Linked DNA regions of Rattus norvegicus: regions 2 and 3 are each linked to region 1. A link is a contact called in public Hi-C data. All regions are on one chromosome and are shown on one strand. Each heading gives the region's core, a stretch centred on a gene start, on an enhancer-like site or on the middle of the called end of the contact. The rest is flanking DNA. Distances are from core to core; before and after follow the strand shown. Region 1 holds the start of Sox9 (SRY-box transcription factor 9). Region 2 overlaps LOC102549836 (a long non-coding RNA gene). Region 3 has its middle 300 kb from the start of Sox9.

Region 1 (2,700 bases), core at 77-2,576:
CAGTAGACGAAAATAGCTCCCTGCTGAGGCTGCTCTAAACGCCTTTGCTACCGGAGCGGTCCACCCCTCCCAACACGCAGTAAAAACTTTCCGAAAACCCACTTAAATTGCAAGAAGCTCGCTCTGTCGATCCACGCCCCTACCAGTTCTCAGTAGCTTTCCCCAATTCTTGCCTGGGTCTACTCCGGTCTCAGTTACACTTTCCCTTCACTCGGTCTTCCCAGGAAAGAGCGCAGTTGGCCGGGGGGGGGGGGGAGGTGGGCTTGCTTCCTCTAATTGTTCCTTTCAAGGAGGACCGGGGTGGCACACCCCCTCACTCCCCACTACATTCCTACATTCACGCCACTCTCCACCGCGCACCCCCCAACTCCCCGCCATCGCTAAGAGCAATCCCAAGAACTTTCTCAAACTTTGAGCTGCGTCCCCCCCCCCCCAGCCCTCCCTGCCCTCCCCGCCCTCCCCGCCCTGCATCCTGGACCGAAGACCCCAGGATGCACAACTCAGGGAGGCGGGGCGGGGTCGGTAAGTGCAGCCCGCGTCCCGGGTAGCCACTGAGCCCTCCGTGGCAGCCCGCGCGCTCACCTCCAGAGCTTGCCCAGAGTCTTGCTGAGCTCCGCGTTGTGCAGATGCGGGTACTGGTCTGCCAGCTTCCTGCGCGCAGCCTGCGCCCACACCATGAAGGCGTTCATGGGCCGCTTGACGTGTGGCTTGTTCTTGCTGGAGCCGTTGACGCGCACCGGCATGGGCACCAGGGTCCAGTCGTAGCCCTTCAGCACCTGGCTGACCGCCTCGCGGATGCACACTGGGAATTTATCTTCCTCGCTCTCCTTCTTCAGATCCGGCTCGCCCTTGGGGAACGTGTTCTCCTGGGGCCGTGTGTTCTCCGTGTCGGAGCCTGAGCCCGAGGGGCAGGGCGAACCAGCCGAGTCCTCCGACATGGTGGGGCTGGGGGCGCCAGACAAGCCCTTCTCCTGCTCGTCGGTCATCTTCATGAAGGGGTCCAGGAGATTCATACGCGAGCCCGGGGCAGGGGGCGGGTGGCCGGGAAAGGAGAGAAGCCGCGGCTGCTGGGGCTCCTCTTCCCTCAGCTGCCCGGACGCGGACGCCGAGCGAACGGCTCCCGGGGAGGTTGGCGCGTCACCCGGCTGCGGCGGCGAGCACTTAGCAGAGGCGCTGGGTGGCCAGTGCTCAGTTGCCCGCTCCAAACCCGGGGAAGGCGAATCGGAGCGGAGGAGGAGGGAGGGAAAACAGAGAACGAAACCAGGGCTACTTGCACCCCGTCTCTTTTGCAAAGAAAAGTTCCTGGACCGAAACTGGTAAAGTTGTCGCTCCCACTGAAGTTTCCAGACAGTTCCGAGCAACGCTCTCAGCTCTCCGGCTCCCAGCCCAGAGTCTCTTTAATAAATACTCCCCCTTCACCTTAGAGACCTCGGACCAATCACGGCTCGGCAGTCATCAGGGTTGGCAAGTCGCTGATTGGACCGGATTTTGAAAGGGTGGGGGGAGGATTGTGGCTCCGGGTTGGGTGACGAGACTCGAGGGGAGGAGAGGGGAGGGAAGCTCAGCCGGAGGGTGGATGGGGATGGTGGGGTGAGGGGACTTGGGGGGGGGGGCGCGGGGCAGGCGGGGGACCCGGGACGTCCGAGTGTGTAAGTTTGCTCTCTACTCTCCGAATGTCACAGTTTTGGAACGGTCTCCTTGTGTGTGTGTGTGTGTGTGTGTGTGTGTGTGTGTGTGTGTGTGTGTGTACGCGCGCATGTCTAGACTAGGACCCCCCTCCCACTATCCCTCCCGCCCCCCCCCCCACCACAGTCCACTACTTTTTCGATGCTGTCTCCGTGGTACCCGGGACTTTGCTGGCGTTTACAGCAATGGAAATTGCAACAGCTGCTCGTCAAAGCGGAGCTCAGCTTCTGCGCCTGGAGTCTGCCGGCTTCCCAAAAAGTGCTTAGAAATTGTCTTTTGGAAGCAAATGTTTGGGTGACTCAACGCCCGCTGTTCTCTGTAATAATCCATATAAATAGATTAACGCGCTCTGGTTCACCGAGGCCGGTGTGGTGGTGGCTGGAGATTCTGCTGCGCTCTCGCAGTGGGAATCAATGAAAACCAAAGCCAAGCACCGGCGAAAGCTGGCGGCGGGGACCGCGCAGTCCCGGGCTCTAGCGGCCGGTCCCTTGGGCCACGCCGACCTTGAACTGACAAGTCCTTCCCCGGCCCCTCCAGCACTCTGACGCCCCTTGGAGTCAGGATTATTACTTTAGAGTTTTGTTTCTAGCCTCCTGGCTGAGTCACAAACACCATCAGGTTCGCTACTGGAGTTTGCAAAAACTGCTCCGGTGTTGAGAGTGAAGTTTGCAAAGGTGGCAGCGCAGGACGGTGAGGCCGAGAAGGCCCTTGACTTGGACTGGAGACTCCAGACAAAACGGGCCACTTTGGCGGAGCCTTGTGACTCCCTCGCTTGGGCCTTCCTTTACCAGATAACCTGGGAAGGCGAAGCGCTAGGCGTCTGAACTTTAGTCGCGTCCTTTTAGACCTGCACACAGGTGGGCGTTCTGGGGGAGGCCACGTAGGTGTCCGTTGTACTTTAAGAGTGCTTGGAGCCGAAGATCCGTGTTTATTCAAACTCTTAGAGCAAAGTTGGATAAGGGAGGAATTATCTTTTCTGGAACGAATAAAAAAATCTTAGTTGCCATCGGGCGA
Region 2 (2,700 bases), core at 95-2,594, 280 kb before region 1:
GACAGCAGAAGAGGAAGTCTGCGGGATAAGAGAGAGAACAGCTCCCCTAACTAGTTGGAGGACGTGTGGTGGTAATTTAAAAAATGCACCTGTCTTTTATTTTTATTTTTATTTTATTTCCCCCTCAGTCTTTGGTTTTGCAGAGGAAGAAGAGAGACCCATACAGTTGGGTGGGGAGGGATCCAGGAGGATCTGGTAGGGGTTGGGGGAAGGGAAAAACATGATTTAAAATACATTGTATGGAAAAATAATTAAATAAAAACACACAGGAACATGGAAAGGTTTGCCTGCAAGCATGCATCTCTCTCCCCTTGGGGGGGGGTTATTTGTGGTTTCTCTCAGAGGTTTACACTAAACTCACCTAATGAATGAGTACCTGACACTCGGGGCTCAGTGCTCACCTGATACCCTATAGGAATGCTGTTCACTGTCCACCGTTTTTTTTTGTTTGTTTGTTTGTTTGTTGTTTGTTTGTTTGAAAGTCAGTCTCTGGTTGGTCTGGAACTTCAGTTGTAGTTCAGGCTGGCTGACCTGTGAGCTCCAGGCATCCCCCAACTCCACTTATTATCTGACATTTCTGGGGCTACTGCTATGCCCGGCTTTTACTTGAAATGCAAGCACTTTACTGGCTGAGCCATGCGCCAAACCCCCTTTCTATCCTTATCAAAAGCAGAGGGTAGAGGGGACTGGAAGGCACTGTTCAGAGTAAATGTCAAAGGTGAGAACAACCTTCTTGGGCCTCAGGCATGGCACCTACCAGTTAGGCAGGCCTTGTGTTCCTGAGACAGTTCTGGGGCTCCTTGGGACAGCAAGGCAATGTCCCAGCTGAGGGTGCAAGGCAAGATGGGGACCACAAGGGTCAGCCCCACCGGTCCCAGCTGACCTAGAAAGGAGGCAAGTCTAGGGTACAGCCGTGCATGTGAGTCGGCCAGAAGGAGAGAGCTTGTGTGAAAGGGTCGGCCTGGGGTGACTCAGTCAGCTAGCAGACTATAAAAAAGGGAAATGACTCACTTCCAACCCTGAGCAAGAACTCCTAAGGCCAAGCCGCCAGCACCTGTCTGGGACGTGGTTAGTTATTAACGCTGCCGGTGTCATGGGAACAGAACACAGAGGCTAGAGGCAGCTTGCAGACAGTTGCCCTCATGTTCTTGGGGGCTCCTCTCCATCTAGCCCCCAAAATGCAGACAAGCCCTTAGGTGTACAGCATCTCTCAAGTCACAGATGCCACATAGAAACAGGCTGGGGAGGGGAGCCTCTTGTTTTAGACCCACTGTAAGATCCGGACTTCCCAGTGTCCGCTGGGCAGGGCCTGGCCCAGCCTCATTCTGCCAAGCAGGTGCCAAACTCCAGAATTCTGCTTCCAGAACTCAGTCTGGTCTGGGGAAAGGTTTCGGGAGACACGGACTGTATCATCCTAAATGCCCCACCCACAAGTATCTACCCCAGCTACTCATAGCTAAGGGTCAGGCATGATGTAGCCCCAAAAGAAGGTAGTGTTTGTCTTGTGCGGGAGTCTTCGGTCCACATCCTGAGATGCTAAGCTGGTGGAGGGCAGACAGAGGGCTTTGCCCTGGGGGAAGCTTCAGTGGAAAGTTGAGCTAGGAGTTGAGGTCAGCTCTGCCTAATCCCTTCTCTCTCCGTGCCTGGAAAAGTACAGAATGCAGCGACTTCTCCCCTCAGATTCCAAACGACATGCCCGGCCACTTTGAGGGGAGGCCCGGCCTGGGCACGAGCCATGCCTTGTTGCTGCCAGGGTCTTGCTCTCCAAGACCATATTGCCAGACAGGAGGAGGAAGCCTGGCAGGCGGGCACTTTTGGCTACTCCGTAAGGTCCGTAAAGGAAGCCCTGGGTCCAGAGGGAAGAGACCTATCCCAGTAGTTGTGGCTACCACTGCAAAGCCCTCCAGAGCTCATAGATGCCTTTTGCCCAAGAACTGGGCCCAGTGCTTCTGGGTGGCCACCAGCAAGGAGCTACCCCTGAATTGCTTTGCTCACTTCCTCCCTGGCAGAGCATCCACATCTGTAAAGTGGGGATGGTAAGACGCATCCTGCCTATTGGCTGTGTGTGTGTGTGTGTGTGTGTGTGTGTGTGTGTGTGTGTGTGTGTGTGTGTATGTGTGTGTGTATGTGTGTGTGTGTGTGTGTGTGTGTGTGTGTGTGTGTGTGGTGAGGCCTGCTGAGATCACCCAGCCTGTGACAAGGCTTGGGAGTGGCTAAGGACCACCCAGATGGAGGATGCAGAACCAGGGTGCTTATGGTGATTAGCAGTCAATTTAGCAAGGCCTGAGGTCTGGGCTCCCTGGGAGGGTGGCTTTACAGGCACCCACCTGGGGCTTAAGAGCTTCTTTACCTCCCACAGCTGATAAGTCAGGTGGGTGTGATTTGTCTGAGCCTAGGCAGGAGCAGCCAATCTGCCATTGGATCCTCTCTTCCCCTTCTTCAGGAGCTGGGCAGTGGGAGAAACAGATCCCAGGACTCTCACCCGTGAGCGGTTCTTAAGAGACCCTGTAGATCTCACAGGGAGATTAGCGTGACCATGTCCCTCTCTTGGGCCACACCGTTATTGGGGTGCTGTTTCCGAGTTGCTCCTGCCCTGGGAACTGACCCAGTGTGTCACCTTCTCACCTTCAGGGAAGGCAGAGCCACCCAGGAGCATCAGATTTTATCCCTTACATGCCTAGGAAATGCTCTGTAAATAAC
Region 3 (2,700 bases), core at 38-2,537, 300 kb after region 1:
CTCCTCCTCCTCCTCCTCCTCCTCCTCCAGATCCTTTGTGTGCACGCCCCTTCTGAGACTCCTGGGATGCCGTGTGTATGAACCAGTGGCAGCCTGTGTGTTTGAAGTTGTGGTTCAGTACCTATATCACTGAGGAAAATCATTCAGAATCCTTCCTCTGGAGCATTGATTCTCAACCTGTGGGTTGTGACCCCTTTGTGTGTGTGTGTGGGGTGGTCACATTTCAGATATCCTGCATGTCAGATATTATTATAATTCACAACAGTAGCAAAGCTATAGTTATGAAATAGCAAGAAAATAATTTTTGCTCTGTGTGTGTGTGTGTGTGTGTGTGTGTGTGTGTGTGTGTGTGTGACCATAGCATGAGGAACTGTATTGAAGAGTTGTAGCATTAGGAAGGTTGAGAACCATTGCTCTAAAGTGTTACATTTTAAACCTAAGGGAGAATGCAGGCGTCTTGTGTTTCCATAGAACTATTAAAAATAGGATCTGCTTCAAAGTCACTCTGTTTCTTCCTATCCTTGGGAAGATGAACACATTGGGACATCGGCAGGGTAGGAGAGGGCAAGTTTCCCCCCATCACTTTCTGGGTTGCTGGCAAAGCCTGCTGGCATTCATTTATCCCTGGACTCAGTCAGCATTTCCTCACGGGGTCTCCAATGTGATCGGTATCCTGTCAACTGGAACGATTCAATTGTTCTCACTTTAAATAGGTTCTTGGGATTTAAAAAAATAAACGAGGAAGGGAAAAAAATTATCAGATCAGACTAATTTCCAGGATTCACTCCTCCAAAGTGTATTCCTATCAGTGTATCGAATGCAAGGCGACCCTAATGAGTTAGATGTAACAGGACCATAGCCAAGGTTCTTATAAGGGATTATAAGTTTCGAAAACCCTTAGACAGAAAAATCCAACTGTCTTCCTGTCTGTAAGTTTCATGCTAAAGAGAAATAGTAATAATAATAATAATAAAATAAGACTTCGTGCAAACACCAGAACAAAAGTAGTTTGGGAGTGGGGGAGGGGAGTTTTAAAAGGGAGGGAGGAGATGGGAGAGGAAGGAAAGAGATTCTTAATGGTATATTGTTTTCTGAGCTCTACCAATTAGCAAACATCTCTTATAAAAGAAAGAGGGAAGAAATTCCATGCGCCGAAATAGCCCCAGTCAGCTGTGGGCACTCTGGGCCTCCGCTTGCAGGCTTTCTTTCCCCTCCTCCCTAACCCTGGCCTCTGCATCAGTCCAAGTGCATCCTGGGGGCTATTGTCATGTTGATGAGTCAGCCCCAGAGACTGGATTCTCCCACTGCCCAGAGAGCTATTCCCACCACAGAGCGGGTTCTGGGGGCTCATTCAGGCTGAGCTGAATTGCCCGGAGAATAAAAGATCCAGCCTTAATTAACCAGCGCTCTCCCCTCCCAATCACAGCTTTGTTGTGTAGCCTGCTCTTCCAGCTAAGAAGGAAATGCCAGGCCTCCCGAAGCAGCCCCAGCGCTGGGGAGTAGGGATCCCCTTAGGGAGCTGGAGTTGATTCTTTCTTGTTTTGAAAATAGAATATAGCTCTGTATCACCGATGTCCTGGTTTATTCAGGTTTCGTTTTGTTTTGTTTTTGGAACAAAACAAACCCCAGTGTCTGTGATTTCTTTACCCCGTTCCTGGGACCCAATCATTCCTGAAGGCTCCTGATGAGATTATTTCCAAGCATTCTAGAACCCTGGTTGGGACTTTATTGGCAGCGTTGTTTTTATTTCTTTAAACAGTTTCTGATCCCATTGATACCAATAGGAAAAGAATATCTCTGCCCATCTGCGGAGTGACGGACGAGCGGTAGCTTTTCAATCTTTGCCATTTTCCCCCGCCTCAGTCGTCGCTAAAATTATAGTCAGTAGCGACTGGCTTGGTTTCTAATAGTTTCCCTTCTGATTACCACAGAAAGGAGGCGTGGAGTTCACAGTCCAGCAGGCCAACTTTAGTTCCAATTCCAATTTGGTGCTGTTTTGCTTCAGTGGTGGTGGGCTCCTTGGGGATTAACTCTGGGGATTGCCGCTTCCGTTAGGTGTGAACTGGGCCCCAGAGTTTCGATCCTGAAAACCGAGTTTGGACCTTTGGATTTGCTGCAGTTGGTGTACTTCCTAACCCCCCGAGCTCTGTGGACAACTAAGACAAGGAGGCCAGCAGGGGTAGCAGGGGCCCCATCCTCACTACGCTCATGAGTGTGCTGTTGATCTAAGGGGTCTAGAAAGGTTCATCATTCTAAGCAGGAGTCTCTCGGGTGTGGTTATAGCTTAGTGGGGCTTGCAGGGGGCAGCCGCATGCTGATTGGAATGAATGTGCTGCTAGTTTTTGTGGGGTATGCACAGCAGGGCGTGGGGTATGTATAGCGGGGGCTCCCATTCGCCACGGAGCCAGTCACTGTGCTGCCTCTGGACCAGGATGGCTATGTGGAAGAGCAGGCCACTCTGAGGGTGGGACTTGGGCCTCTTGCTTCTTCCTCACCCCGCAGCGCCTGGGCTGCAGTCTGCCATGTGTACTCTTTATGGCTCAATTCTCAAGAAAGTTGCAGTCTCTGAAGTTTTCCAATATAAGATGGTGTTCTTGGAAAGGAATTGTTAGCATGACTGTAACCATTAGCCGTGCCGTTTAGGGGACCAGAGATCACAGCTTCGATTTATTCTAGGTGAATCGCTTTGCAAGGCCAGTG

Evidence for each region. A called contact is a pair of places that touch in the nucleus more often than the background predicts.
Region 2: a contact with region 1 is called in a Hi-C map of Schwann cells, with 4 times the contacts expected there. The contact joins the enhancer-like site here to the promoter of Sox9 in region 1. A contact is called at or near these places in 1 of 12 Hi-C or Micro-C datasets (Schwann cells) and 1 of 1 datasets of contacts at active chromatin or transcription factors (oligodendrocytes).
Region 3: a Hi-C map of Schwann cells shows a contact between it and region 1, with 6 times the contacts expected there. The contact joins the enhancer-like site here to the promoter of Sox9 in region 1. A contact is called at or near these places in 1 of 12 Hi-C or Micro-C datasets (Schwann cells) and 1 of 1 datasets of contacts at active chromatin or transcription factors (oligodendrocytes).

What each region holds. Positions count from the first base shown.
Region 1 is chr10:98,304,370-98,307,069 of GRCr8, reverse strand. It overlaps Sox9 (SRY-box transcription factor 9), which reads right to left and starts at 1,326. Exons shown (of 3, transcript NM_080403.2): 1 at 583-1,326. The coding sequence starts at 1,013.
Region 2 is chr10:98,588,930-98,591,629 of GRCr8, reverse strand. All of the region lies in intron 2 of LOC102549836 (a long non-coding RNA gene), which reads left to right. Among named protein-coding and RNA genes, the nearest start is that of Mir297, 130 kb to the left of the region's middle. Within about 2 kb of position 1,344, at least 20 of the 93 cell types and tissues checked have an H3K27ac peak or open chromatin away from gene starts, as enhancers often do. A contact at or near this core is called in Schwann cells, where this site is marked.
Region 3 is chr10:98,000,863-98,003,562 of GRCr8, reverse strand. No RefSeq gene overlaps it. Among named protein-coding and RNA genes, the nearest start is that of Sox9, 300 kb to the left of the region's middle. Within about 2 kb of position 1,287, at least 9 of the 93 cell types and tissues checked have an H3K27ac peak or open chromatin away from gene starts, as enhancers often do. A contact at or near this core is called in Schwann cells, where this site is marked.